7 separate regions of the Mus musculus genome follow, and regions 2, 3, 4, 5, 6 and 7 are each linked to region 1. Evidence: chromatin contacts called from public promoter capture Hi-C data. All regions are on one chromosome and are shown on one strand. Each heading gives the region's core, a stretch centred on a gene start, on an enhancer-like site or on the middle of the called end of the contact. The rest is flanking DNA. Distances are from core to core; before and after follow the strand shown.

Region 1 (3,543 bases), core at 384-2,883:
ATCTGGTAGTTGTACAAGCAGCGAATGGATTTATTATTAAAACCATCAAGACAAAACATTTTCCATCTTTTTGGCTTTACAATGGACCTCCGTAGACTAGTACCTGAGAACGTGGCAGTAGTCAAGAGTGCAGAGGAAACTCTCTTTACAGCAGCTCTGGTTCTCGGAAGATGGTCAGACCGAAGGGCCTTTGGCCACTATCAGTAACTTTGCCCAAGGGAGTCCCTTAAGTTAATATTAACTCAAGAAGTTCCTTTGGTCGGAAGCTACACATAGACTACAGTTCAGTTTTCTGTCTATTGTAACAACAGATCCTGCACATATTTTCCATCCATCTTGCTGCAGTCCCCATAAGGCGGCCGGCTCTGGGTGAGTCAGGGTAGCAGAGCCCTTTCCTCCAGTCTTACAGGGGTGGAAGTCCGCATGTGTGCAACCTGGAAAACAAGGTCAAAGGTCTCTGCAGTGTCCATTCTCCTAGACCTCGACAGCGCCAGCTCTTCATCGCTCACCCAAGTCTTATCTGGGTTCCCCCCCCCCCCCAGTGGGCTTTCCACCCCACCGGTCTCCAGAGAGCAGATCCCGGGTCGTCACTGGCAGGGACCCCGGCTGCTCCTGCTGGGCCTCCCCACTGGCCCTATTTTCACGCTCGTTTTGGTAAATCCGGGGCACCACGCAGGTCAGCCGAGCGCGACAGCACAGGGGGTTCCCCCCACCCGTACAAGCCGATTTCGAAAGTCGGGACACGAGCGAGGCGGCCGCGGTCTCGCGAGAAGAGGCAGGCCCCGCCTGGAGTTCGCGGCCCCCCCTCCCCGGCCCCACCCTCCCCACGTCCCCCGCCCTCCCTCCCACACTCCCCGTGGCGCGAGCGGCTGACTGAGCCTGGAGAGGAAACGGCAATCGCAGCCGCGCTCCCGCCCAGGCCGGCCCTGACGCGGGCCTCGTCAGCCGGTAACGGGGAGCAGAGGTGGGGGTCAGGGAGGCGTCCTCGAAGTCAGTGAAGGTCAGAACCGAGAGCTCTCTCTCTCCGACCCGGGTGAGGACTGGGGTCTGAGCTCGCCCCCACCCCAACTCTGCAGAGCCGAGGCAGGGTCGACCCCTCCCAGGGGCGGGGTGGCGCCGGGCAACTGCAGCCTAGGGGGCCACCCTGGGCGGGGCGCTCAGCCAGGAGAGAAGGGGTCAGCGGCAGGGGGTGCGGGCTTGGGCTGTGTAGCCGAGGCGGGGATGGGCTTCTGGAGCCCGGACTCCCGAGCTGGGCGGGGATGTCCCGGGGCCAGCAGGTCCTTTTCCGCCTCTCCTTTGGACCCTGACTGGAGGCCGGCGGGCGGGGGGGGGGGGGGTGGGTGGGTGGGGAGGGGGGGTCTGGGTGGGGGAGGGCAGGCGGCGCGAGGGGGCGGGTCCCGGCGCTGCGGGGCGCTGATTGGCTGAGCGCGTGTGGAATCGGGTGATGGGAAACGCAGCGCGGCTCTCCTGTCCTCTCTCGCTCCGCGCCCCCCCACCCCTTTCACCCGTGGCGAATGTGCTGCGAGGTGGCGGGTGCTTACGCTCGCGGGGTTTGGCTGTTGCAGGCAGGAGCTGGGAGGAGGCAGCAGCAGCGGCGGCGGCAGGAGCAGCGGCGGCGGCAGCAGCTGGGAGGAGGTGGTGACGGTGGCAACGGCAGCGTCGGGGACGATGGCGCGACTGGTGGCAGTGTGCAGGGACGGGGAGGAGGAGTTCCCCTTCGAGAGGAGGCAGATCCCCCTCTACATAGACGACACCCTGACGGTGAGCGAGCGGGCTGAGCGGGCCGGGCCGGGATGGGCCCGCTGCTCCCCGGCCTGGCAGCTGTTTCCCCTCCCCCAGGCCGAGCGCTGCGCACTGGAGAAAGAGTGTGTTGCAACTCCTAGGCGAGGCCGCCTCTCCGATGGGCCCCACGAACTCGCCATTGCAGCGGGGCCTCTCGGTACCCTTGGCAGGCCCCAGATCCAGCGCCCCGAAGGCACTTGGAGGTCCCCTGCTCGGGTCTTCCTCCCTCTCCGAACCTTTGGCCTTTAGGCCTGCCTTTGAGACGCTGTTTGCCTAAGCACGCGCCGGGGAGAAGGGTTGAAGGAGCTGGGGCGTTTAGGGCCTGTCCTCTCCAGAAAGCACTTACCCTCCGGGAGGCTCAATTAGTTGAAAATGTCGCAGCTGCATTGTTACCTGTGTGTTTCCCGTTTGAACACTGTAGCTATCTCTACATAAGTGTAATTACTGAGGGCAGAGTGACATTCTCTTGCACAGCGAAGATTCCACCTAAATGATTTGATTTCCTAATACGTCTCACATTGCCTAGTACATTATAATTCTTGAAATGGTTGGGTTAAGCCATGACTCTTCAAAATGGGCCTTCGTGGCATTTTTTTGGTTTACAAGTAGCCCAAGACCAAGTTATTGACTGTAAAGTAGTATGAAGAACTGACTGCTCATTGTGGATAGAAAAACACAAACGTGGGAAGATGGTTGTTTTAAGACTTGGTGTTGGTATACCTTTGCCGACCCCTCTACCCGGTGTTGTAGTACTGTTTCCTTTAAAAGGAAATGGCAGAAATTTGAGTTGATTCTGAGCAGGAAGTAAATGCAGTTGCTTACCACAGTTAAATGAACCTTCTCCGAACAAGTTTTGAAATCTTCATTTTGATGCTGACGCTCCTGGATTTTGCACTCGCCCATTGTGATCTGATGTAGATAAGTCTTCCAGCCTTTGACTTTTTTTCCACTCAAAGGCAGATCGGTTATCTTCCTGAAAAAAAAAAAAGTGTAGTTATGTACTGAAGGTTTTAGCATTTTATGTAAAATGCAAGTCATTGTGGAGATGCCAGTCTGAGCCTTTTTGCCAGTCTCAAGAGCTTCAGTACTTTTAAAAAATTAGGGAAGCTATTGACTGGTTCACTTCGATGGAACTTTGCAATGGAAAGCATGCTTTAAAAAAATAGTCTAATGATTTGACATAAAGTAGAATTTATATTAGAAATTACTTGTATGTATTGGTTATGGTTTCTTATTTTCTTGAATTTTAATTTTAATGGGCTTATATTAAAAATAGTTTTAAAAAAACAAGCTAGAAACCAGTTAAATGATTTTTTTCTCAGTATGATAGTGCTTGGTCATAGTTCATTTGTTATTACCTTCTGTCCCCTTCACCATAAAACCTTAAAAAAACACAGTTTGATAACAACCTTTTTTGTAGTGCATTTTTCCCCCTTAATCCTGAGGTTTGGGTTAATTTTTTTATTAGTATATAATATGAAAACAGAAAACCATTTTAAATTTTGTCTATTTACAAATTTTAAGATAACTTATACTCTCCTTTCACATAACCACCTTTAATGTGAATGTAGCACATTAGTCAATACTTCATAAAGCACTTTTAAGTGAACAGTATGTTACATTCTTGATGATGTGAGTTTCCAGTTTTTTTCATAGATAAACTTACATTATGGTTTAGTGTCACCTGCTTTTGCCTTGTACTGGGTGTCTGAATTTTGCTTTTATTACAGACTCATTACAAAGACAATTTAAGCTTATTTA
Region 2 (3,543 bases), core at 368-2,867, 1.8 Mb before region 1:
TCTTTTCAAAGTAAACATTGTCTGCCCATTTTAATGAAGAAAGCATTCAAAATCCAAAACAAAAGATGGGGGAACAGAGAACCTAAGACCAAGAGAAGTTAAATACAACAAATGTTTGATAGCTGCCTGCCAGGTAGAATTAGGAGTCCTCACAATTTCTAGGTTGTAAAATAAGCAAATCAGATTTGGGGAAAGTTAACGTCTCTACATAGCGTCTATTACAGGATGGGTAATATACTATTCTATCCAAACTGCTAAAGAACCAGACAGGCTGTCATTGCTACCACAGTTCTTTCTTTTTGTGTTTCATTCTTGAGTTTTGTGCACCACTCCCTGCTGACTTTTAAAACTTTAAACCTTCCTCTGAGTTATTTAACTCAACTTCCACCCACTGCTCACCTGACCTTTCTCACAGTTTGCAGTCTCCTAAGCAAAACTACCTATTTGCCTGGAAATATGGATAATATTACACACACGTACATAGTTGGCCCTTCTGTCTGTCCCTATGCTGTCCAATGTGGTAGAGATTAGTGTCACAGAGCAACATATGGCTAAATATTCTTGATCTGCCTTTTCCTGGAAACGGCAACTATGCCTTTGTTTCCAAAGGCTATTACTGACCACCTTGCAACCATGTCTTACTTCAGAGGGTTGTTATGACCAACTTATGTTCACTTTCCGCTGCTATTAACACTGTTTATATGCCAAATCCCCCATTTGGAAACCAATACTCCTGAACTATAAAAATCCTTATTTTCCCCATGTCCAGTGCTGATCTCTTGAACACTGCCTTTTGGGAGAAATAGTCCGTGTAAACGAATAATAATAATAAAAAGTTTGCTTTAATTAATCTGGCCATGATTTGGGTCAGTGGTCTTCCACTTCGAATCCATGAGATTAACAATAGCTTCAGAGTAGAGCGCTTTGCTCACCATGCACAACGTGCATGCACCGCAATACCAATAAATAAAAATACTTTTGAATCCATCTTTAGAATTCTTTTCCTTTTCCAAGCTGGGCTCAACAATTCGAAGACGGATATTTAAAATGTATAGTGTGAGGCCTGTTCTCCATTTTTTTCACGCTAGGGTAGCGTATCAATGCCACCTCTAAGAGGAGGTGTTGCCAGCGACTAAAATTCTGGGTTCTATCTTGGCTTCTTCCAAAGGTTTGCAGAGTAGGCAAGGCAGGCAGCAGCCACGGGGCGGAAGACAATTTATGAAGTAGCTAGGGGGAGGCCGACCGTGGGGTAAGATGATAAGATGCTTTTCAGTAGAGCCATTAAGAACTACACTCCTCTGCACCGTCCTAGAAGGAGTCGAGACTTACCTGGAGCTCGTCTCGCTCACCTCGCAGGTCTCCAAGCCAGAACAAGGAACACGCTTCGCGCGCGCCACCTACTCCTTCCGGGTTTCCTGAAAAACTAGTTCCGGATCAGAAACTACGAAGCGCAGTCATCCTTCTTCTTGTCACACCCACAGAGCCCGAACCGAGAAAGCCGAACCGAAATCCCGCGAGGAACCTCCCGGTGGCCGAAAGGAGGGGGTGGGGGTGGGGGAACGTTTCTCTTTTGGAGGCGGGCTCCTTAAAGGAGCCGGACCGGAAGTGACGCGAGCGAGTTCCGGTTGGCTGGAGCCCAGCGGCGGGTGTGAGAGTCGGTGTTGTGAGCCGCTTCCAGGATCCTGCGATCCGGAGAAGCCGGGGTCTGAGCGGGTAGGTGAGCGAAAGCGGGGAGTCCGGAGCCCAAGCCGAGCTTTCCCACAGCTCGGCCGCTTCCGCAGCTCCCGCACTTGGGTGATGCAGACGCAGAACACGCTGGTTTCCACTTGAGATGGCTCAGGTCACTGCTGACTGGCTGTGTCAGCTGGCGGTGGCCAGGTTATGTGGGACACCTCTCCGCGCTTGGTTACCGGGACATTGAACCCAGACACTCGCGACAGTTCGTTCCAGACCTGGAAGCCGGCTTTGGCTTTCTCAGAGAACCTCACTCCCGAGCTGTCCAGAGCCTTGGGTTAAATGAAGAGGGTCTTCGCTGCTGCTGATTCTCAGGACCTTTCAATGGGTTTTTCTCCTCCCGGGCCACTAGCGCAGTATGCTAAGTATATCTCCGAGAAACGAAGGTATTCGGGTGTACCGACAGTGCAGAGTAGTCAAAGGAAGGGGTCATTACCTCTCAGAGTTATTGCTGTGGACCCACTCAGCTTTTCCTAGGACTGTCATTTAAAAAAAAAAAAAAAAAAAAAAAAAAGAGGGCTCTCCGCTTTTTCCAAAACCTTGATCCCCAACATTTTTATTTCCCCGCAGTGGAAGTACTTGCAGCAAGATAGGGACTTAAAGGTCTTTACGATTCCAAACAGTGTATGGGCTTAGCGGGTTAGGCAGCTATGGGTTGCTTATGACCTCCAGTTGATTTTATGTAAACATCTTTTGCTTTTCTACTCCAGCAAAGAATCCAGGAATGCATAGATCGGCTGTGTATGTGTCTATTGGCAATGTCATTCCTTACCTTTCAGTTCTTTCTTGACGCTTGTGAGAGGTTTCGTAGACAGATTGATCATTTAGAGAACCTTTTCCAGTGTTTCTCTTGGCCTAATGAAGAATTTAATTCCAACTGTTTTAGTTCATTTTTTGAGATGGGGTTTCTCTGTGTAGCCCCGGCTGTTCTGGAACTTGCTCTGTAGACCAGGTCCACCTGCCTCTGCCTCCCGAGTGCTGGGTCCGGCTATATTCCAGCTGTTATTGTCTGAGAATTGTGTTGTCCTTGGGTCTGATTTTAGGGAAGAAGCTTATTTACTACGCTGTATTTTTGTATTGGAGGTGATGTTTTTGTTGACCTTTGGGAGAAAGATGCTGGCGTACCAGACACATGATCAGTTGGAGTAGATGCAAAGTGATTCTGAAGTGGGAATCTCTTCTGCTTAACTTATTTGCCTAGGTTATCTAAAACACAGATGCATTTTAAGGGGTTTATCCTTGGATACATTTAACAATACAATTAAATCCCTGAGGCACGCATTCCAGAAGAAAATAGCCACATATCTGAACTAAGCTGGCAAATGGTTTGGTGCTGTTTCCCAATTTACCTACAGCTAGTTTAAATCTGTTTGTTTCCTATTGTTTTTAGTTTTGAGTTCTTGAACTGTTTTACACTTGTCAGTTTTGTTTTGTTTTGGGTTTGTTTATTTGTTTGTTTGTTTTGTTTTTTTGAGGCAGGGTTTCTCTGTAGCCCTGGCTGTTCTGGAAGACAGCCTGCTCTGTAGACCAGGCTGGCCTTGAACCCAGCTAAATCCTTTCTTATCTGCTGTTTGGTGTGTTATCCCTGGTTTGTTTGCTTGCTTGCTTTTTGTAGTTGTTTTTTTACTTTTCCAACAATTTTTTTCTTCTTTCTTTTTTCTGTTTGTTTGTTTGTTTGTTTGTTTGTTGTTGTTTTGAGACAGGGTTACTCTGTGTAGCCCCTGGTGTCCAGGAACTCACTCTGTAGACCAGGCTGGCCTCAAACTAGAAATCCGCCTGTCTCTGCTCCCAAGTGCTGGGATTAAAGGC
Region 3 (3,543 bases), core at 616-3,115, 1.7 Mb before region 1:
ACTAGCTGACCCATGATTCTAGGGAATATCCTGTCTCCACTCCCCATCTTTCCATAGGAGTGTTGGGATGTGCTAACACATCTGGTTTAACATGGGTTCTGGAGATTCATATTCAGACCCTCAGGCTTGCATTGCGAGTACTTTGTCCCTGAGCCATCTTCCCCAGTCCTCTGAACTAGAATCCCGATTCTCAGATGGTGAGACCTCAGTGAAATTTTGGAATAACACACCTTTTTCCTCAAATTTCCTGTCCCCATCTAAGAATCTAGTCATTTCAAGAAATTCCCTCACTCTATAATTTGGGGGATTTAGGGTTCACTGGCCCAAATTCATTCACATACAATTCAATGGTTTCCAAAATATGATTCACATTCACTGTTGTCCCAAGTACACTTTTAAAAGAAAACAAATAAACCATAACAAAAGTGTTGGTTGTGGGGGCTGTGTAGCCACGGGGACCGGAGCCTAGAAGCAGCACCCACATAGCAAGCCAGGAGTCCTGTGCAGGCCTGTAGTTACAGAGGCAAGTCCAGTGCGGACAGAAGGACCACTGTGGATAGCTTCCACTTGGTTGAGAAAACTCAGCCCCAAGTTCAGAGAGAGAGAGAGAGAGAGGGAGAGAGAGAGAGAGAGCTGGATGCCCTCATCTCCTGTGCATTTGCATAAGTGCTCACATTCACACACATGTGCATATATACTCACACACATAAATAATCTAAAGGAAATATGATCCTGAAGGAATTCTTTGTATACATTTCACACTACATGGACATCAGAAGTTAGCTCAACAATAGAACATTCAATAACATTAATTTTCTGTTTTCTCACCAACCGTCTTCTGGCCCGGAAAGCACAGTTAAGATCAATAAGCCCAGTCATGGTGGCTATACCTTTAATTCCAGTACTCAAGAGACAGAGGTAGGCAGATCTCTGAGTTTGAGGACACAGAGAGTTCCAGGACAGCCAGGGCCACATAAAGAAATCCTGTCTCTGAAAACCAAAAACCAAACCAACTAGCATAAAGTTGGATCCAGGCATAGTGGTGCAAGCCTTTCAACCCAACAACACTTGGGAGGCTGAGGCAGACCGATCTCTGTGAGTTTGCACCTACACAGTGCGTTCCAGGACAGCCAGAGCTACATAGCGAGATCGTGTCTCGGAAAGAAAAGAAAGAAAAACAAAGTTGGAGCTTAGAGAAAGACCAGATAAAATATGAAACTAAATCTTTATTATTTTTAAACGACGTTGTTTGTTTTTAGACAACATCTCTCTATGTAGCCCAGTTACGCCTGAAACTGTCTAATTAGTCTGGGCTGACTTGAAACACATGATCCTTCTGCCTCAGCCTCTCGGAGAACAGGGACTATTTTAAAAAGAGTATTTTTGATAAGTGCTTCACATCAAGTCTATGTAGCCCCGGAAAGGAGCAGAGGCTTGTGAACCAGATTTTCAACTTAACGTCTAAGACTGCATTGTAGGTAATTCTATTCTCACTTTACAGTTAAGGAAATTGAGTTACCGAAGGGTTATGTAACTTTTCCAAGCCACTGAATTAGCAAATAGCAAAGACAAGAGTCTCTCTTTGCCTTTCTTCCCTATCAGCTCCCCGGTAACCCCACACTCACTGACAGCTCTGCGACCGGCAGTTTCAGTTCGGTTCAAACTTCAGAAGACCAACCCTCTCACTACGCGCATGCTCACTTTCAATACTTTAAAAAAAAAAACTACTTAGAACAAATAAATGCGCTCGCTCCTTATGCGAAGAGCTCTGCTGAGGGCTTGTCTTTTTTCGACCCTCGTTTCCCTTCTTCTATTTAGGAAGGCTAATCACGCATGTTCAATTTCAATTTATCAACTTCAGATATGGTACGCATGCTCCGTGTCCGGCAAACGCCTTAGACAGAAACGCGCAAGCTGTACTTTCCCGGCTTGGCTTCGGACGGTGTTCTGCGCATGCTCCTGCCAGTACCTGGCCCCGGGAGCTAATGCTACGCATGTCCGCTGCCCACTGTATGGCTTCAGAAGACTTTGTACGCATGCGCCGGAGCTGAACTTGAGGAGCCAGTCTGGGGCCTAGGCGCAGACGCATTGAGCTTAAGCAGCCGGTGATGGCGGCAGCAGCCGTGGAGTCTGCGGCGGGTCCGGGCCCATGAGGCGACGACGGAGGCGGGACGGCTTTTACCTAGCGCCTGACTTCCGACACAGGGAAGCTGAGGACATGGCAGGAGTGTTTGACATAGACCTGGACCAGCCAGAAGATGCAGGCTCTGAGGATGAGCTGGAGGAGGGGGTGAGGCCCGGGGTCCCCGGGGTATGGGCGGCGGGGTGGGGGGGCAGCGGCGAGGTGACAGGGCCGGGGTGGCGGCGTGGGCCCGGGAAGCCTGGTGTGCCCGAGGGCGTGGAGACCCGGGGGGGACGCGAGCGGTCTCCGGGAGGAGCTGAGGCGCCGCGCGGCCGAGTCGGGGAGCGGGCGGGCGGGCGGACGGACCTGGCCCTAGGTGTGAGGCCTCTGCGGGGCGCGCAGGTGCAGGGCTCGCCCTGATCCCTAGCTGAGCGCTGCCCCGGAGCAATGTGTTTCTGGAGCGCCGAGGAGAAAAGGCGCGCGGTCGGCTTCTGGAGCTGTGGGGCTTGAGTGCGGCCCGGGTGGTGTGAGCGTGTGCTGGGGGTGGGGAGGGCCGATCTTGTTGGGGTGTCCCCCTTAGTGCAGGTGAGATGCGGAAGGGTTTCCCTGTGGAGTGTAAGATTGCAAGCCTTAAATCTTCAGACTCCCCACAACCACCTCTCTTCTCGGCCTGTCGCTTCTCTCCTAGGAAGCGCTCAGCTGTTAGAAGTGACAGCTGAAAACTTCTGTCGGGAGTAGCACTGCTGTGACAGCCACCAGGAGTTTTATTTCGGGAGCAAGGGGGCTCTGCTGCATCTTCCAGGGTTTGTTTGTTTGCCTTTTATTTTTAACCCCCCTTCCGTGTGACTTTTTAAAGGAAAAAAAAACCCCCATTCATAACGACACACGGCATTTGTAAGTTAATTCCCTTCAAGTTGAAGATGTCTATATTTTTTTTTCAGAATAATTTATGTAATTGTAGGGTGGGAAAAAAAGCGTTGACAGCTGTGATTTGTCTCGCCAAAAATAAATTGCTTGAACCGAGACTTGTGAATAGTGGTGTGAGGGTTTTCCTTGCTGAAGTTTAAATTTAGAGTCGCTTTTCTAGTGCACATCTTGGCTTTACCTTTGCTGTCCTAGTAGTTTGTTATTTATGTATACCATTTTTTCTACAGTAATACTTACTGAAACGTACATATTTTACACCAAGGGTTAAAAAAATACATCAAACTAAATAACCAATCTTGGACAAATGTCATCAGTAATAACCTCCTAGTGACTTTAAATGTCTTTAAGTCATCTGTAGAAGAATATGGGTTTATGGCTGATGTTAGATAGTTGCTGTATTTACATGGGGTCTCCTTCTCACCCCCAGTTTTCCTTTAGTGAATAAATTGTGCCCTTCTGGCAAACTATTGAAATGCTATGTATAAAGGACTTTG
Region 4 (3,543 bases), core at 497-2,996, 1.6 Mb before region 1:
TCCATGTTCCCCAGACTCTGTAGCAAAGTCATCAGGTGGTCTTGCTTCACTGTGGGAGTAACTCCGGAAACGACCATGCACACATCCATGGGCACAAGTACAGACGCCTGACCTGGGATTTCTAGAGCTTGGATTTTCAGAATATTCTTTTGGTCCGGAGTTTATTTGGATATGTACATCCCCAGGGTGAAGGGAACCTTCTGTTGATCTTGAATGACCACACGGGGAGGCTGCAGCATCTTCATGTGCAGTGCCCGGAGGATCATGCAGTTGGTTACAGCTGGCTTGCATGGCCCTTGAGTATTTTCTCTCTAAAATGTCTTTGCTTCAGGACTCTTTCTCCTTAAAAGTAAAATCAAAGAGCAGAAAGCATTCTAAGTTAATCACAAGCAGTGCATCGGTTCATTAGGTGTCCTTTGTTCACTAAAGGGGCAGTTGACAGTCACAGACAAGTTTCAGGTCCTTCAATCTTTGCAACTGTCAAAGCTCTGCTGCCCTGCCCCACTCCAACCTCGAAGTCCAACTTGGCAAACCAAGAGTTTTGAACCAGGGGCTACTTAAAGTACAAAGCACTGCAGATGTCTTGATTTTTCAAATGTGCCAAAAGACATCAGCAAAGAGTCAAAGGGGTGCCCAGCAGATACCACAGTGAATAGCAGCACTAATGCTGAATAAGTTGGCTCATGTACTCTGAGGCAGAGTCCACATCAGGAAGTTTGCTAAGGGTGGGTGAGATGGCTGGGTAAGTCAAGACCTTTAATTTGAGTTAAATCCCCTAAACTCATATGGTGGAAGCAATGAACTGACTCCCACAAGTCCTCTGACACACACACTAAATAAATACAATAGATTTTTTTTTACAGATTCATTAATGTTTAGAAGGAAAAAAATCAGTGCCTTAATTAAGCATCAACAAAGATAATAAACACTTCATTTTATGCTGAAACAGCTTCCACAAAGCTAATAAGGTTTTCAGTAATTAATGGTGCCACCGAGAATATTGCTTCTCCTTCCAAAAGAATGTTAGTCAAATGCCTTTGAAAGAGGACCCTTAGGGGGAGTCATCACGTAATTGCTAAGTGATGCTTTAGTCTAAATAAGGAGTTAGCCTCCCGAATAAAAATGCCACCATCGGCTTGGTTAGGGGTGTCAGAAGAGAGGCTGTGGGCAGGGCAAGATCCCTACGTGATCCAGTGTGGATCTCGGACCAGGGTGCCAGAATCGTGCTGTCGCCCGACGAAACGCAGAGCCCACCGCCGGGCCTCTCCCGTTTCCCCCGCGATGGAGCTAGCTGCGGCGGAGGCTGGCTGGCTGAAACCGTGCAGTTACTGTGTGACGTTTCGAAGAGGCTCGGAAGCCACAGCGGCTCTATCGCCTCACTCTCTGAAGAGCGACTTGGGACAGGACAGTTTGTGTCTCTGCTATTAAAAAAGAAACACAAAACCTGCCCTCCTTCATACATAAACAAGAAAAGGGGAAAGGGAGAAAGAAAAGTCAACGCCAACTCTTCCGGAATCCGCGAGGACAGAGTTCTCCACCCACGTCCGAGCTTCGGCTCTTCTCCCCGGAAACCCTCCGCCTCACCCCCTTCCCCAGGCCTGACCTCTCATGACCAGGAGCGGGCGGCCTCGGCAGCCACAATACCAACAGCCCGACACGCGGCCGCAAGCCCTTCTCGCCAAGCCTTCAGCCTCGGACGCCACCAGCAGCGCTCGGCCTGGCCCCGCGGCGGCGCGCGCGCTCCCTAGACGTCGTCACGCGCGGCCCGCCTTCGCCGGGCCACGCCCTCGCCCAGTGGAAGAAGGAGCCTCTAGGCCCCGCCCCGCGCTCATCCCGGCCCCGCCCTTCCCAGCAGAGAAGGGAACCTTTAGGCCCTGTCCCGAGTCCCTAGCCCCGCCTTCACTGGGAGGAGGAGGAGGAGGGCGCATCTAGGCCCCGCCCTGAACATCGTAGACCCGCCCTGTCGCCCTGTGGCCCTGTTGGTGATGTTATACGAGTGGCGTAGTGGCGGACGTGTGTGCTAATTAAGTCTGCGTGGCTGTCACGTCTTGCGTGTATTAGTGATCAGTCACACGCTTCGGAGTCCTTCAGTACTTGAGGTTGAAAATGGGTAGGTCCAGGAACCTGCTCGGCAGCGGGCTGCGTACCGGGAGCCGCGATCTGGCTTCCGGCTGCGTGTTGCTAGCTACGCCAGACCCGCTGGGCTGCCTGGGCAGAGAGGTTGTGTGACCTGGATTCGGGTTCCAAGCCTGAAGTTGAACAGTGTGCCCTAGTTCGTGCCAGAACCGGGTGCCAGAACTGGATATCAGACGCGCCAGGAAGTTTGTGAGGCCCTGGAAGTAGATTTAGAAAACCCCGTGTTGGCGAGCAGGGAACTCGACTTCTAAAATAAAGGCTACTAAAGGGGAAAAAAGATACTACAAGGAAAAAAAAAAAAAACACAGTTCTGGAAAATCTAGGACATCATATGTATAACAGGATTCCTATGATTCTTGAAATTAAGTATTTCATCGGAGGCTGACGTGACTAGGCAAAAGTCTGGCGTTTTGCACACACTTGGCTTTTTGCAGAGACACTTCTGAGTTACGTGTCCAGTAATTTTGTCTTTCTACCTGACTTAAACCTTTCAAATACCTTGTCAAAATCTCCTTAGCCATGAAATTTTGTCTTCCTTTCATAGTAGTATAACTGAATCTACTGGTTTTAGCCTCAGCCCTTCATTCATCTTGAGACTATTCTTAAATTTCTCTCAAGTCAAAAAGCACTTTAAAAAATCCCAATGCTCTTTTGGATCTGCTTCTCTCTGTGACCAGCACATTAGCACTCTCTTTTTTTAAGACTTGGTCCCAAGTAGAACAGGCCTATTTGTGCCTGTGCGTGATGGTGACAGGTAGTGCCTGAACTGGTACGACAGAGGACACTTTTGGGAAATTTTCTCTCCTACCTTTATTTGGGTTCCAGGGAGCCAACTGAGACTGCAAATTTTGTGCACAGCAGAGATCCTATGTGAGTAGTTTTATTTTAAACTAAAATGAACGTATGATAAGCATTAGTGGCTCATGATTGTAATCCTAGAATTTTGAAGACTAAGACAGAAAGATGCTGTGAGTTCCAGGCCAATCTATGATACAGAGTAAAACTCTTTTTTTTTTTTTTTAAAGATTTATTTATTTATTATATGTAAGTACACTGTAGCTGTCTTCAGACACTCCAGAAGAGGGCATCAGATCTTGTTACAGATGGTTGTGAGCCACCACGTGGTTGCTGGGATTTGAACTCTGGACCTTCGGAAGAGCAGTCGGGTGCTCTTACCCACTGAGCCATCTCACCAGCCCCAGAGTAAAACTCTAAATCTCAAAAAATAACATAAATGCAAATTTAGGCAGCAGGAAAATCATGAAATGTCACATAATCACGCCCCAACGACAGCAGAACAACAGTTTGTAAACTTAATATACCTAATGTTCAAATTCCCATTTTATTTTTTTATGTATTTATTTTAGATTCATTTAGTATGTATACAACGTTCTCCCTGTATATATG
Region 5 (3,543 bases), core at 626-3,125, 1.5 Mb before region 1:
AACTGTTGTCTCTTCTTTTCTTCTTGAGACAGGGTGTTACTATGTAGCCTAGGCTAGCATGGAGCTTCCTTTGTGGACCAGAATGGCTTCAAACTCAGAGATTCCCCCTGCCTCTCCAGAGCTGGGATTAAAAGCTTGTGTCTTTACTCCTGGTATCATTATCTCTTAATCTTTCCCGATTCCTCCCTCGTCTCCTCCTAGAATCCTTTTAAAGTTTGCATGGAAAATGTTTTGAACTCTTCACTGAAGAGTAATCCAGCCCAGAATAATTGTTTGGGAAGGGATTTAACATCATACATGGTTTTTCTTATTCATTTCTAAGTTTTCAAATATCAAGTACCTACTGTGTGCTAGAACATTTTAAGGCACTGGACAGCTATAGCAACAAAGGGTCAGTTCTCCTGATTCTCACTCTCAGAGTTCACGTGTTTCTCAAAGTAACCACAGAAAGGAAGGATGGAAGTATAGTAATGCATGCCTTACACTGCTTATCGGGCGCAGGCACGAGGCTAGTGCTCAGGTTGTATTCATGCATCATATAACAAACATAACATTTGTTTTCCTCATTTTACAGATGAGGAAACTGAGTCACAAAGAGGTAAAAGACTGGCTCCAGCTTCGAATCCTGAACAGCAGGACTTTATTTCTAGTTCATTAACCACAAGACCATATCGTTTCATTTTTTTTACCTCTTTATTATAACTTAAAAAGAGAGGGCGAGGCTGGTGTCTATCCAGCTCTCATTCTTTAGCCCTAGAGTTCTGCGATGTACCCCGGCGGCCTTATGGAGTGAATGAGAATGCATTGGAACGTCTTTCTTTTTCTTTTCTTTTTTCTTTTTCTCTCTCTCTCTCTCTTTTTTTTTTTTTTTTGCCAACTTTCTCTTCCAAAGAATTTGAACTGATTTCCAAGTAATTCTCGATTTTGAAGTGAACCTTCCTGCGCTGCTGCACTTTCCCCAGCCAGCAGAAAGCTAGGGCCAAGACTCGGGTCATCTTAACCGGGGCATCCAGCAGATGGCGCCATGTTAGTAGCCACCAGCTGGCCGCCCGGTCCCCGGGGCTCCGAAAGCTTCCCTGCCCTCCCTCACCGCCTTCTCTCTCCCCCCTCCCTACGGAGCCCGGCCCACGTGACCTCGCGGCGGCCAATGGGCGAGCAGAGAGGGCGAGCTGGTCCCTGTGGCCGCCATTAAAGCGAAGGGAAAACCCGTGAATTCGGATTAAAGGGGGAAAAACACCGCCCGCTGGGCCCACAAAATGGGGGAGACTACGGCGTCCAGGCGGTGAGGCGGCAGGAGAGCAGACGTTAGGCAGGCTTGGCCCAGGGACAACACGAGGACACAGCCGGAGAATGGACTGAGCCCACAGACGCCGCCACCACCTCCGCCGCTGAGGAGACTCTGGGCTTAAGGACATCGCCGCTGCCGGGCCGGGGGCCCGGGGTGCTCTGCCGGTCCTCGCCCTTCCCGCCCCTCCGCGGGCGTCCCCGGGCCGCGGAGAACCCTCCCGGGCTTCTGGGCTCGGCCCGCTCGGACTCGGGCTCTGACTATTTATCGTGTACCTGATTGTTATTATTATTTTTTTGTTTTTCGTTTTTTTTTCTCTTTTCTTCTTTTAAATCTTTTTTTATTTTTCTGGTGGAAGGGACAGACATCCCTTCCCCTCCTCTCCGGAGAGGGACGCGCGTCCGCGGGCTCCGCAGTCCCGGCGGCCGGCCGAGCGCGGCGCGGCCCTCCCGCCTGCGGCCTCGGCCCCGGGCGGCTGGGTGCCTCCGGGCGGCGGGGGCCGCGGCGGCGCCGGGGGGCGGCGGGGAGGGCGGGCGGCCCGGCGGCCTCCTCCCCACCGCCCCCCGCCCTCCCCGGTGTCTGTGTTTCTCTCTCTGGTCGGAGGCGGCGGTAATGGCGGATGGTGGGTTGTGGCGCCGGCGGCGGCTGCTGTGAGGGACGATGAGTTCCTCCTTCGTGTCGAACGGGGCCAGCCTGGAAGATTGTCACTGTAACCTCTTCTGCCTGGTGAGTGCGGGGGCCGCGGGCGGTGGGGGAGGGGGCCGCGCCGTGCGCCCTTGGGCCGTGGGGGAGGGGGTCTGGGTCGCATCCAGATGCCGGTGTCCCCCGGCTAGGCCCCGCCGGAGTCGGCCTCCTCCGAGGCTCTGCGGCCGCCCCGGGAGGCAGCGTCCGCTCACCTACCGACCGGGGCTCTGCTGGGAAGAGGCTTGTCTTTCCCCCCACCCCCTCGGTCTTTCTCCTCCTCCTGTCTTGTTTTGGACTCTTTTCCCCATCCTAGTCTTTTCCTTAACTTGGGCTGCTTATCTGCCCGGATAGTAATATTTTCTTGTGTGCTTCTTGCTTCCCCGCCTCCCCGCCCCCCGCCCCTTGTATCGAACAGTGTATCCCTTTTCCACACTTTCCACGATTGCCCCTGCTCGACTGCCTTTAAGCTCGCTTTTCCCTTGTAAGTGGGCTTCTCTTAAACAGGACCCCCCCAAAAACTTACGTATTAAAACCCTCTTCGTTTTGTAAGTTAAACTAATACAGGGGTAGTGTCCTTATGGGTGACTTCAGATCTTTGTGTAAAAACAGTGTGTGCCGGTTCATATGTTTTCTTTTTAAACTTTGAAAACATTTTGCCATTTTGACAATTTCTAGCCATCTTGCTTTTATTAGAACATTATGTTTTTGTGAGAGTGGAGGGGCAAGTGGAGGAGGTACTGTGGTTTCGCACTAAACGTTCTATATTTGTCTGTTTTGCTTACGTTTTAAGAATGTTTTGAGCTGGCTGTTCCTTTTATTGAACTGAAAAGTCTGGGGCAGCTGGAATTAGGGATGTTCTAGTACGTGTATGTAGGTCGGCCCAAATCGGATAACACTCAAGAGTTAAGACTTTTGTCAAAAGTACCAACTGTTGCAAATATCTAGTCCTGAATTAAACGATAGCCGAGCTTCCTGAATGACTAAGTTAGAGTGACTTTTTTCATTTTTCGTGTGCTCTGAGAAATATTAAGTCTATCATAGGTAAGTGAATTAAGTGGGTGGAGCATAACTAGTTGGCAAGCATAAACTGCCAGTCATGTATCAGCAGTTTCATTTTTGGCACCTTATGCTTTCTGTCACTAAGTTAGAATAAGGAATTACTGAATTTCCTTTGTTGAATCTCTTTCACGATGTGGTAAATGGGGATCTTCAGCACACTTACGTCTTACAGATTAGACTGGTTTTCTTGACATGTCCATTAATCAGCATCTCGTCACATGTAGTAAGATGTACAGCAGGTTTAACGTTTCTGTCTTCCCCAACTGGATCTATTTTTGGCACTTTGGGTTTTTTTTTTTTTTTTTTTTTTTGAAGCTAGATTAGCACAAATCTGACAGCTCTTTGGAAGTGGTTCTTTCCTTGGAGCTGTGTGCTTGTGGAGAATTAACAGGCTTTTTTTTTTTTTCCTTAAGAAAAAAAAAATTCAGATGGTTTTCGTATTAGAGCCATGACTTCTTACAAACCTGGAATGAGAGTCTTTACTTTCCAGTTCACCAAGGATCAAATGTGACTGA
Region 6 (3,543 bases), core at 437-2,936, 1.4 Mb after region 1:
TCCCAAACAATCCCTGAGCACTGCTTACACTGAATCTTGGTAATTCCTACATGAAGAGAGCTATTTAATTTTCTAAGTCACGGTTAACCTACATATACCCTTCCTAAGGATGCACTTGTACATCCTTTTCTGGACCTTTACCTGGAAAAAATATGCCAATTTCTCCTCTGGAACTAATAATCCCTTGTTTGAACAAAAAGCAGAATTTAAAAAGAGCTAACTTCACTTCAGCCTAGCTTTTTCCACCATACAGGTACCCTACCCAAAAAGATGAGATTTCTAGCTCCTCAGTATCATTGCTAATCTGAGGGAAGACCATCATTCTCTGTCCCGTCTTTCTCGCTCCTTTTGAATCTTCTCCAATTGCAGATTTGATCATACACATCCCTCCAGGTGGACTGGGAAAACCTTTAGAAAAGGATTGCCAATTAATTAATAAAAGGGCAAATCTTCCAAGCATAGTGGTGCACACCTTTAGTGCCAGCGGTTAGGTGGATCTGTGAGTTTGGGGCCAGCCTGGACTCCATATCGAGTTCCAGTTGAGCCAAGGATACCTCATGAGATCCTTTCTCTCATAAGTAGGTGAAAAACTACCAAAGTCATTATGTCATCTCAGCCATATGGCTTTAGGCAATGTTTTCCTCAGAAGTAAAGAACTCTCGTTCTGGGTCTGTCTTTGCCACCTGTAAGTGTAGCCCAAAGAAAGGACCTTATGTGGTCAACTGGAACTGTTAGAATTCAGAGGACTTTTAAGTTCTGGTTTAACAGGACCCAGACTGCCTGTCCGGAGGGGGGAAAGCCTCACTTCCACACAGCAGTGGCCTCTATAAATACTAATTTGAGGAAGACGCTGTCCTTGGTCTCTAAAGTCTTAAGGGAAATGCCACGAAGACCTAAAAGTGCTCGTCAGTAACTGGCAAGGCTTAATTCTAAGTTCAGGAGATTAACAAGTGGAGGAGGGAGTACAAAGGTGAAGCCCAATAAACAAACACCGCCCCGCAACCCCAATGGTTACAGCAGAGGGAATGACCGTAGCGCGACTTCGGGTAAGGCAAAGTGCTTCGAAAAGGGCTCCCAGAGCGTAAGACTCCCACCTGATGAATGGGTGAGTCAGGAAGGCCCAGCTCCACTTCTCGGATGGGGAAACAGAGGAACGAGGTGGCGAGACGACCGGCCGGAGGCCTCGCTGAGAGATCTGAGTCGGCGCGGAGGACCCGAAGCCCCCAGTCCTCAGGCTGATGCTCAGATCTCGGCTCCCCCCGCCCTTACGATGGCGTAGACGGGCCTCCGCCCCCCCCCCAACTCACACACACCCTCCCCGGGGAGCTGCTCATCTCCCCAGGTTCCAAGGGCAGGATCAAAAGAGCTCCGGGGCGCTCCCGCCGTGATTTGTAGCCAGGGAGCGTTGGGAGCGTGCGTGCCTCCGGTCCAACATGGCGGCGACGCGGCCGCCCCCCTCCCTCCCCCCACCCCAGCCTCCCTCAGGCCGGAGTCTTTCCCTCGCGGCCCTCCGGTGGGCGGGAAGACGGCCAGAACCCACCGGACCCCTTCTCGCCGCTGCCGCTGCTCGCTGACGGAGTCACCTACCCGACATGACTAACAGCCGCGGCGCGGAGCCCCGCCACGGCCCGCGGAGAACAAGGAAAACGAAAAGCCAGGCGGCGCGGCTGCTGGAGCTGCTCTGAGGGCGGCGCGGCGGGCTGAGGCCGACTGCGGGCCCTCGGCAGCCAATCAGCGCGCGGCAGGCGATACCACTGCGCCGAAGCCGGAGGGGTGATTCCACGCCACTCCGTTCCGCCGAGCCTTAGAGTCCTCCCGGATCTCCCCTCCGCGACCGTACCATTATTGAGAGGGAATTGAGAGAGGAAAGTACCAATGCCCTCCTGGGGCTAGGGGAGGAAAGCGAGCCAGCTCGCTCCGCCCCATTCACAACCCCAGTTCTAGTTTTACCGGGTCTGGTAGACTTTGAAGCTATGAAGCGAAAGACGAGGCTCCCCTTTTATAAATAAGAACTTAATGCCTGGGAAAGTCGATTCTTCCTTTAAAATCGGGAATGGTGTGGTCGGCCTCGCTCGGGCTCTTGCTGCAGAACTTGAACCACTTGGGGGCGTCCCGAGTCTGGGCAGCGAGCGGAACGAAAGTCGTGACAAGCTCCATACCTGATCGCCTCCGGGGCTGTTATAACCACCTTGTCCAATAAAAAAATCGAAGTGAGACCAGAACAAAAATGTGACTTCAGTCTAAGTCACGCGCATAACTGGCTCCGGGAATAAGGAGACACGGGAATGGATCTTTCTTAGTCCTCTGTAACAGCTAACTCTTAAATTGTCAGCGCCTTACATCATCTCATTTAATTCGCACAACAGACTGATGAAATAGTTTCCCCCAGTTGCGGATACAGCCGGATAGCCTGAGGCTAACCAAGGGCAAAGGTGGAATTTTGAAGCCTGGTAACCAGACCCTGTTGCTAAGGGGTTTTACCGGAAAGCCGTAGAGTAAGCTCAGTTGGGAAAAGGGCTTGGAAAACTCGAGAATCTGCAAGGACATTTCCCCGAGTGAGTGACACCTGAACGAAGACCTGGGTGATGAGTTATTCAAGTTGAATTGGGCAAAAGATCTGTCCAGACTTGGTGTAGAACAAGTAATTTGATATGTTTGAAGTGTAGCCTCCAGGGGAGAAAAGTTGAACTTGCCAGAAAAGTAGGAGGGTATATAGCTGAGGCCTCTTAGTTTGAACTTTGTCCTGAAGGTGGTGGATCCACCCACTAGAGAACTTCAAAAGGTGGAGATTAGATATGTATTTTCCAGCTGTAGAATGAAGAATAGGTTGGAGTTGCGAGGTGCCTAAAAGTGGGAGAGAGAAGCGAGACTAAGAATTTTGCTCAGTGATCCAAGCCTGGCCTAACATGCTTGAGTCCCTGGGCTCAATTCCCAGCACTGATAATTTTTAAAACCAATTGAGGTAGCATGGCCCAGTACTAGAAAGTGGAATCAGGAGGACCTCTGAATTTGAGGCCAAACTGGTATACATAGTGAGTTCCAGGACACACAGGACTGCAGAGGGCCTTTTTTATTTTTGTCTTAAAACAAAATATTTTAAGCAGGAAGATCACTTGAGTGGCTTAATAATAATGCTAGTGAGAGAGATCGCAGTGCACTGGACTCATAAAGTAACTGCAGAGGGAAGTGCAGAAGTCACAGACACTTAGGAGGCCATGAAAGCCTATGCAAGAAATGGCCAGATAGAGGTGTCCTGCACTGTGACAGGGACCAAGCGGAAAAGACTAGAATGGAGCAAAGAAAGGGTAAGTTCAGAATTGATACCTTCAGGTCAGAAAAGAGCATGAGGTCCTTTCTCCTCATTGTATCTGTATAGACAGAGGATTTTAGGAACCTTTAGACAGGACCAAAAGGCAAGGCTAAAGAAATAAAGAAATAAAAGTTCTTTCATGACTATGAGCCATGGTACTTTAGCATCTGTATCGAGGAGAGGAACCCAGAGAAGAGCTTATGCAATTGTAGAGAACCAGGCTACAGGAGAAA
Region 7 (3,543 bases), core at 463-2,962, 1.4 Mb before region 1:
CTGGGTTGAAAGGCGCCACATTTGCTCAGAAATATTTAATAAGCAAGCCAAGCCAAGCCAAGCCAAGCCAAGCAAGCAAGGAAACAAGCAAACAAGGAAAAACTATTGTGTGTGTGTCCTGCAGAGGCCAGAAGAGGGTGTCAAACCCCTTGGAGTTTTGGAGCCACAAGTATAGGTACTGGGAACTGAACTCAGGTCCTCTGAAGAGCAGAATTTTTTTTTTTAAAGATTTCTTTATTATTATATCTAAGTACATTGTAGCTGTCTTCAGACACCTAGAAGAGGGCATCAGATCTCATTATGGATGGTTGTGAGCCACCATGTGGTTGCTGGGATTTAAACTCAGGACCTTCGGAAGAGCAGTCAGTGCTCTTAACCGCTGAGCCATCTCTCCAGCCCAAAAGCTGCATTTTAATAAAATAGTTCAGAGGCTTGACAGATGGCACAGCATGCCAGGTGTTGGTCGCTGAGCCAGATGACATGAATTCAAGTCCCAGGACATACATGGTGGAAGGAGAAAATGAGCTTCCATGAGTTATTCTTTTTTCTCACAAGTAAACACATGCACAAATGTCACACACACACACACACACACACACACACACACACACACACACACACACAAACGCGCGCGCGCGCGCGCAAGGTCATGCAAACCTTGGGTGAACCAGGAACAACAACCACAACAAAAAACGTAAGCTGGTGAAGATGGCACAATCCTATAATTCCACAATTTGAAAGGCTGAAGCAGAAGTTCAGAGCAGCCTGGACTACATAGTGTGGCGCTGTCTCCAGAACATTTATTATGAGATAAATAGACTTGCAATTTTTAAGATGGTGAGACTTTAGTTTTGATTTTCTTTCACAAGTGCCACATATAATATTGAGAAGGTTCCACTGAATTCGTTCCTAAAATTCACTCTTGAATAGGATTTTTGTAACCTCGAGACCCGAGAAAGCTACCAAACATAGAGCCTCTAGTATGAGCCCTGGGCAGACAGAGGGGTTGTGTCAAGTACCAGTCATCCTTGTCTACATAATGAACTCCAGGCCAACAAGGACCACATATACCTTGTCTGAAAAACAAAACCAACCTCGAATGCAAGCCGGAAGTGGTAGCATGCGCTTATAATTTGGGTACACACCATAAAACTAAATAATGAAAAGTTATTACACTTTGGCCTTAGTGTATAGACTTATGATTAATTACTTTTTTTTTTTTTTTTCGACACATGGTTTCTCTGTGTAGCCCTGGCTGTCCTGGAACTCACTCTGTAGACCAAGCTGGCCTCGAACTCAGAGATCCGCCTGCCTCTGCCTCCCAAGTGCTGGGATTAAAGGCGTGCGCCACCACTGCCCGGCTTCATTACTTTTAAAATTCCCCTACACACAGGTCTTGGGATTCTAGAACTTTCTAGACCGCACCGGCAGGGGTTTAAAGGAGGCTGCAATCGGGTTCCATTAGGCAAATTTCTGTGGAGGAACAGAGCGGACAACTTTTGCCATTTAATACATTATTGTTATTTAAATGTCGCGATAATTGGTTCGGGGGTCGGGATTTCGCTCTGACCGTTTAGGAACTCATCTGACAAGGTTCCAAGAGAAAAGCTCTGGAAAACAAGAAAGTGTAACACTCCACGCTTTCGGAAGCGGGGAGGGCGGTGACGGAGGAAGGGGCGGGCCTGCGCATGCGCAGAGCGGCCCTAAGCTGGCTTTTCTTATCGCCGCCGACGTCTTCTCAGTGCTGTACGGTGGCCGGCGCGTGCCAGAAGCTTGGGATGAATGGAGGTGCAGGGTGCAGGTTGAACTAAGTCTCTGCTTTCCCCTCTCTCCTGGTTGCTTCTCCCTTTTTTTTCCCTTTCCTTTTTACTTTTTTTTTTTTTTTTGCAGTGTCCCCATTCTGATTCTCGCTCTGTCGACGGCACTGTTGGTGCCAGCGTCAGAGTTCTTGGTGCCTGAGTCGACTCCGGGCATTGCCGGGGTTTGGGGATCTGGATAATCACCTAGGCCCAACTTCGGACCGCGCTCTCCATTTCTGCCTCGTCTGGCTCTCGGAGGCGGAATCCGAGTGGGTCCCTTGAGGCTGGAGGGTTGATCTTAAGGTATGAAGCGTCGGCTTCTCGGGCCCAAGTGCCGCTTTGTCTGAAGTCCGCCTGACTCTTCGCAGCCCGGGTCACTCGATTCTCATTGCTGCCTGGCAGAGACCCCTGAGTCCTGTCACCTCTGCCTTGAGCTTACTCTACTGTTAAAAGACCAGCGCTTACTATTGAAACAGCAGCATTTCTGCCTACGATTCTTTGTCCACAGCTCTGCTAGGGAGTAGGTCTTAAGACTGAGTGGTCTCTGTTAACTGTTCCATGTCACCTCTCTTTTCTGCTACCTTTTGAAAATTTACTCAAAACCACAGTGCCCAAGTGAGACTCTCTTTAACTCCTTCAGCTGACTGTACATACACATCTACCTCTATAACAATAGGGGTACGGAATAGCGTTGTGGCTTTCAGAACCATGCCTCTGACATTACTTTTGGCCCGTGAGATGATTTACCAGTGTTTCCATGTAGTTGGGAGGTAGAAAGAGAAGCCCAACTGATATTTATATTTATCTGGTAGGCTTGTAAAATGAAAGAGATCTGGCTGCAGCCGTTCATTTTCTCTCCATATTTCATGGAACTCATGTAATGGGCATAATGAGGGAAGTCTTGGCTGTGTTCAGGGTAGGAGGGTTCACTGGGACACAAAGTATTAGAGCAAATGATCTCTAAATTGAGAAGAAACATTAATCTGCAGTTTTCCTTCTTATCTTCCAGATGTCAGTAGAAACATAGAGACAGAAACCTGAGCTTTAATTGTGCCAACAACATTGCCAATGCAAGGACCTACTAAGTATTTAGTATACTTTGTTAGATTTTAAAGAAGGTTGTCATATATGTGGGAAGTAGATACCGATTTTCATTTTGTTGTTTTGGACTCCTTAGGATCGAGAGCGATGACGCCCGAGGGTACAGGCCTGCAGTTTGTCAGCCCTTTTGCTTTTGAAGCTATGCAGAAGGTGGATGTTGTCCGCCTGGCGTCCTTAAGTGATCCGGAATTAAGACTCCTCTTGCCCTGCCTGGTGAGGATGGCACTTTGTGCTCCTGCTGACCAGAGCCAAAGTTGGGCACAGGATAAGAAACTTATACTTCGCCTCCTGTCTGGAGTGGAAGCTGTCAACTCCATTGTTGCACTGTTGTCTGTGGACTTCCACGCTCTAGAACAAGATGCCAGCAAAGAACAGCAGCTTAGGTAAAGTTCACTTGTGTGTTAGGACTTGGGAGTTACTTGATATTCCAGAGGAGGGGGTTGTAATGATGCTCAGGTCTGTCAGAGCTCCCCCAGCAAAGGGAGAGTAATGTCTGAGAAGCATTTGACAGAGGTCTTTTCTAGTTAAATTCCTAAGAGCTGCTTTCTGTGTTATAAAATGTTGCTCAGAGAAGATTAGCTACATATTAGGTCAGTTACTCTGAGTGGGGACTGAGGAGGAGAAAGTCTTCTAGAGTGGAAGG

Evidence for each region. Promoter capture Hi-C pulls out the DNA fragments that hold promoters and counts their contacts. Capture Hi-C pulls out chosen DNA fragments and counts their contacts.
Region 2: a contact with region 1 is called in a promoter capture Hi-C map of hippocampal neurons, with 8 times the contacts expected there. The contact joins the promoter of Vmp1 here to the promoter of Ggnbp2os in region 1. A contact is called at or near these places in 2 of 39 promoter capture datasets (embryonic stem cells and hippocampal neurons) and 1 of 484 Hi-C or Micro-C datasets (B cells).
Region 3: a promoter capture Hi-C map of liver shows a contact between it and region 1, with 4 times the contacts expected there. The contact joins the promoter of Tubd1 here to the promoter of Ggnbp2os in region 1. A contact is called at or near these places in 5 of 39 promoter capture datasets (hippocampal neurons, liver, neutrophils and 1 more).
Region 4: a contact with region 1 is called in a promoter capture Hi-C map of liver, with 2.9 times the contacts expected there. The contact joins the promoter of Rnft1 here to the promoter of Ggnbp2os in region 1. A contact is called at or near these places in 2 of 39 promoter capture datasets (hippocampal neurons and liver), 2 of 115 datasets of contacts at active chromatin or transcription factors (astrocytes and cardiomyocytes) and 1 of 9 other capture datasets (liver).
Region 5: a promoter capture Hi-C map of liver shows a contact between it and region 1, with 2.5 times the contacts expected there. The contact joins the promoter of Med13 here to the promoter of Ggnbp2os in region 1. A contact is called at or near these places in 5 of 39 promoter capture datasets (cranial neural crest, hippocampal neurons, liver and 1 more), 2 of 115 datasets of contacts at active chromatin or transcription factors (astrocytes and embryonic forebrain) and 1 of 9 other capture datasets (adipose tissue).
Region 6: a contact with region 1 is called in a promoter capture Hi-C map of pre-B cells, with 5 times the contacts expected there. The contact joins the promoter of Taf15 here to the promoter of Ggnbp2os in region 1. A contact is called at or near these places in 6 of 39 promoter capture datasets (the 3T3-L1 cell line, cranial neural crest, frontonasal cranial neural crest and 3 more), 1 of 484 Hi-C or Micro-C datasets (CD4 T cells) and 1 of 115 datasets of contacts at active chromatin or transcription factors (extraembryonic endoderm stem cells).
Region 7: a promoter capture Hi-C map of pre-B cells shows a contact between it and region 1, with 2.9 times the contacts expected there. The contact joins the promoter of Ints2 here to the promoter of Ggnbp2os in region 1. A contact is called at or near these places in 6 of 39 promoter capture datasets (the 3T3-L1 cell line, hippocampal neurons, liver and 2 more), 1 of 484 Hi-C or Micro-C datasets (B cells) and 1 of 9 other capture datasets (adipose tissue).

The regions. Positions count from the first base shown.
Region 1 is chr11:84,868,095-84,871,637 of GRCm38.p6, reverse strand. It overlaps Ggnbp2os (gametogenetin binding protein 2, opposite strand), which reads right to left and starts at 1,633. Exons shown (of 2, transcript NR_131201.1): 1 at 1,542-1,633; 2 at 7-434. It overlaps Ggnbp2 (gametogenetin binding protein 2), which reads left to right and starts at 848. Exons shown (of 14, transcript NM_001364114.1): 1 at 848-1,033; 2 at 1,566-1,761. The coding sequence starts at 1,669.
Region 2 is chr11:86,681,910-86,685,452 of GRCm38.p6, reverse strand. Vmp1 (vacuole membrane protein 1) reads left to right here and starts at 1,617. Exons shown (of 12, transcript NM_029478.6): 1 at 1,617-1,713. It overlaps Ptrh2 (peptidyl-tRNA hydrolase 2), which reads right to left and starts at 1,379. Exons shown (of 2, transcript NM_001098810.3): 1 at 1,330-1,379.
Region 3 is chr11:86,543,313-86,546,855 of GRCm38.p6, reverse strand. Tubd1 (tubulin, delta 1) reads right to left here and starts at 1,865. Exons shown (of 9, transcript NM_019756.3): 1 at 1,626-1,865. It overlaps Rps6kb1 (ribosomal protein S6 kinase, polypeptide 1), which reads left to right and starts at 2,049. Exons shown (of 15, transcript NM_001114334.2): 1 at 2,049-2,290. The coding sequence starts at 2,150.
Region 4 is chr11:86,482,860-86,486,402 of GRCm38.p6, reverse strand. It overlaps Rnft1 (ring finger protein, transmembrane 1), which reads right to left and starts at 1,746. Exons shown (of 9, transcript NM_029788.5): 1 at 1,604-1,746; 2 at 1-342. The coding sequence starts at 291.
Region 5 is chr11:86,355,928-86,359,470 of GRCm38.p6, reverse strand. Med13 (mediator complex subunit 13) reads left to right here and starts at 1,875. Exons shown (of 30, transcript NM_001080931.2): 1 at 1,875-2,011. The coding sequence starts at 1,946.
Region 6 is chr11:83,471,251-83,474,793 of GRCm38.p6, reverse strand. It overlaps Taf15 (TATA-box binding protein associated factor 15), which reads right to left and starts at 1,686. Exons shown (of 16, transcript NM_027427.3): 1 at 1,588-1,686. The coding sequence starts at 1,594.
Region 7 is chr11:86,255,763-86,259,305 of GRCm38.p6, reverse strand. Ints2 (integrator complex subunit 2) reads left to right here and starts at 1,712. Exons shown (of 25, transcript NM_027421.3): 1 at 1,712-2,102; 2 at 2,977-3,283. The coding sequence starts at 2,988. The region is part of intron 2 of Brip1os (BRCA1 interacting protein C-terminal helicase 1, opposite strand); the gene reads right to left.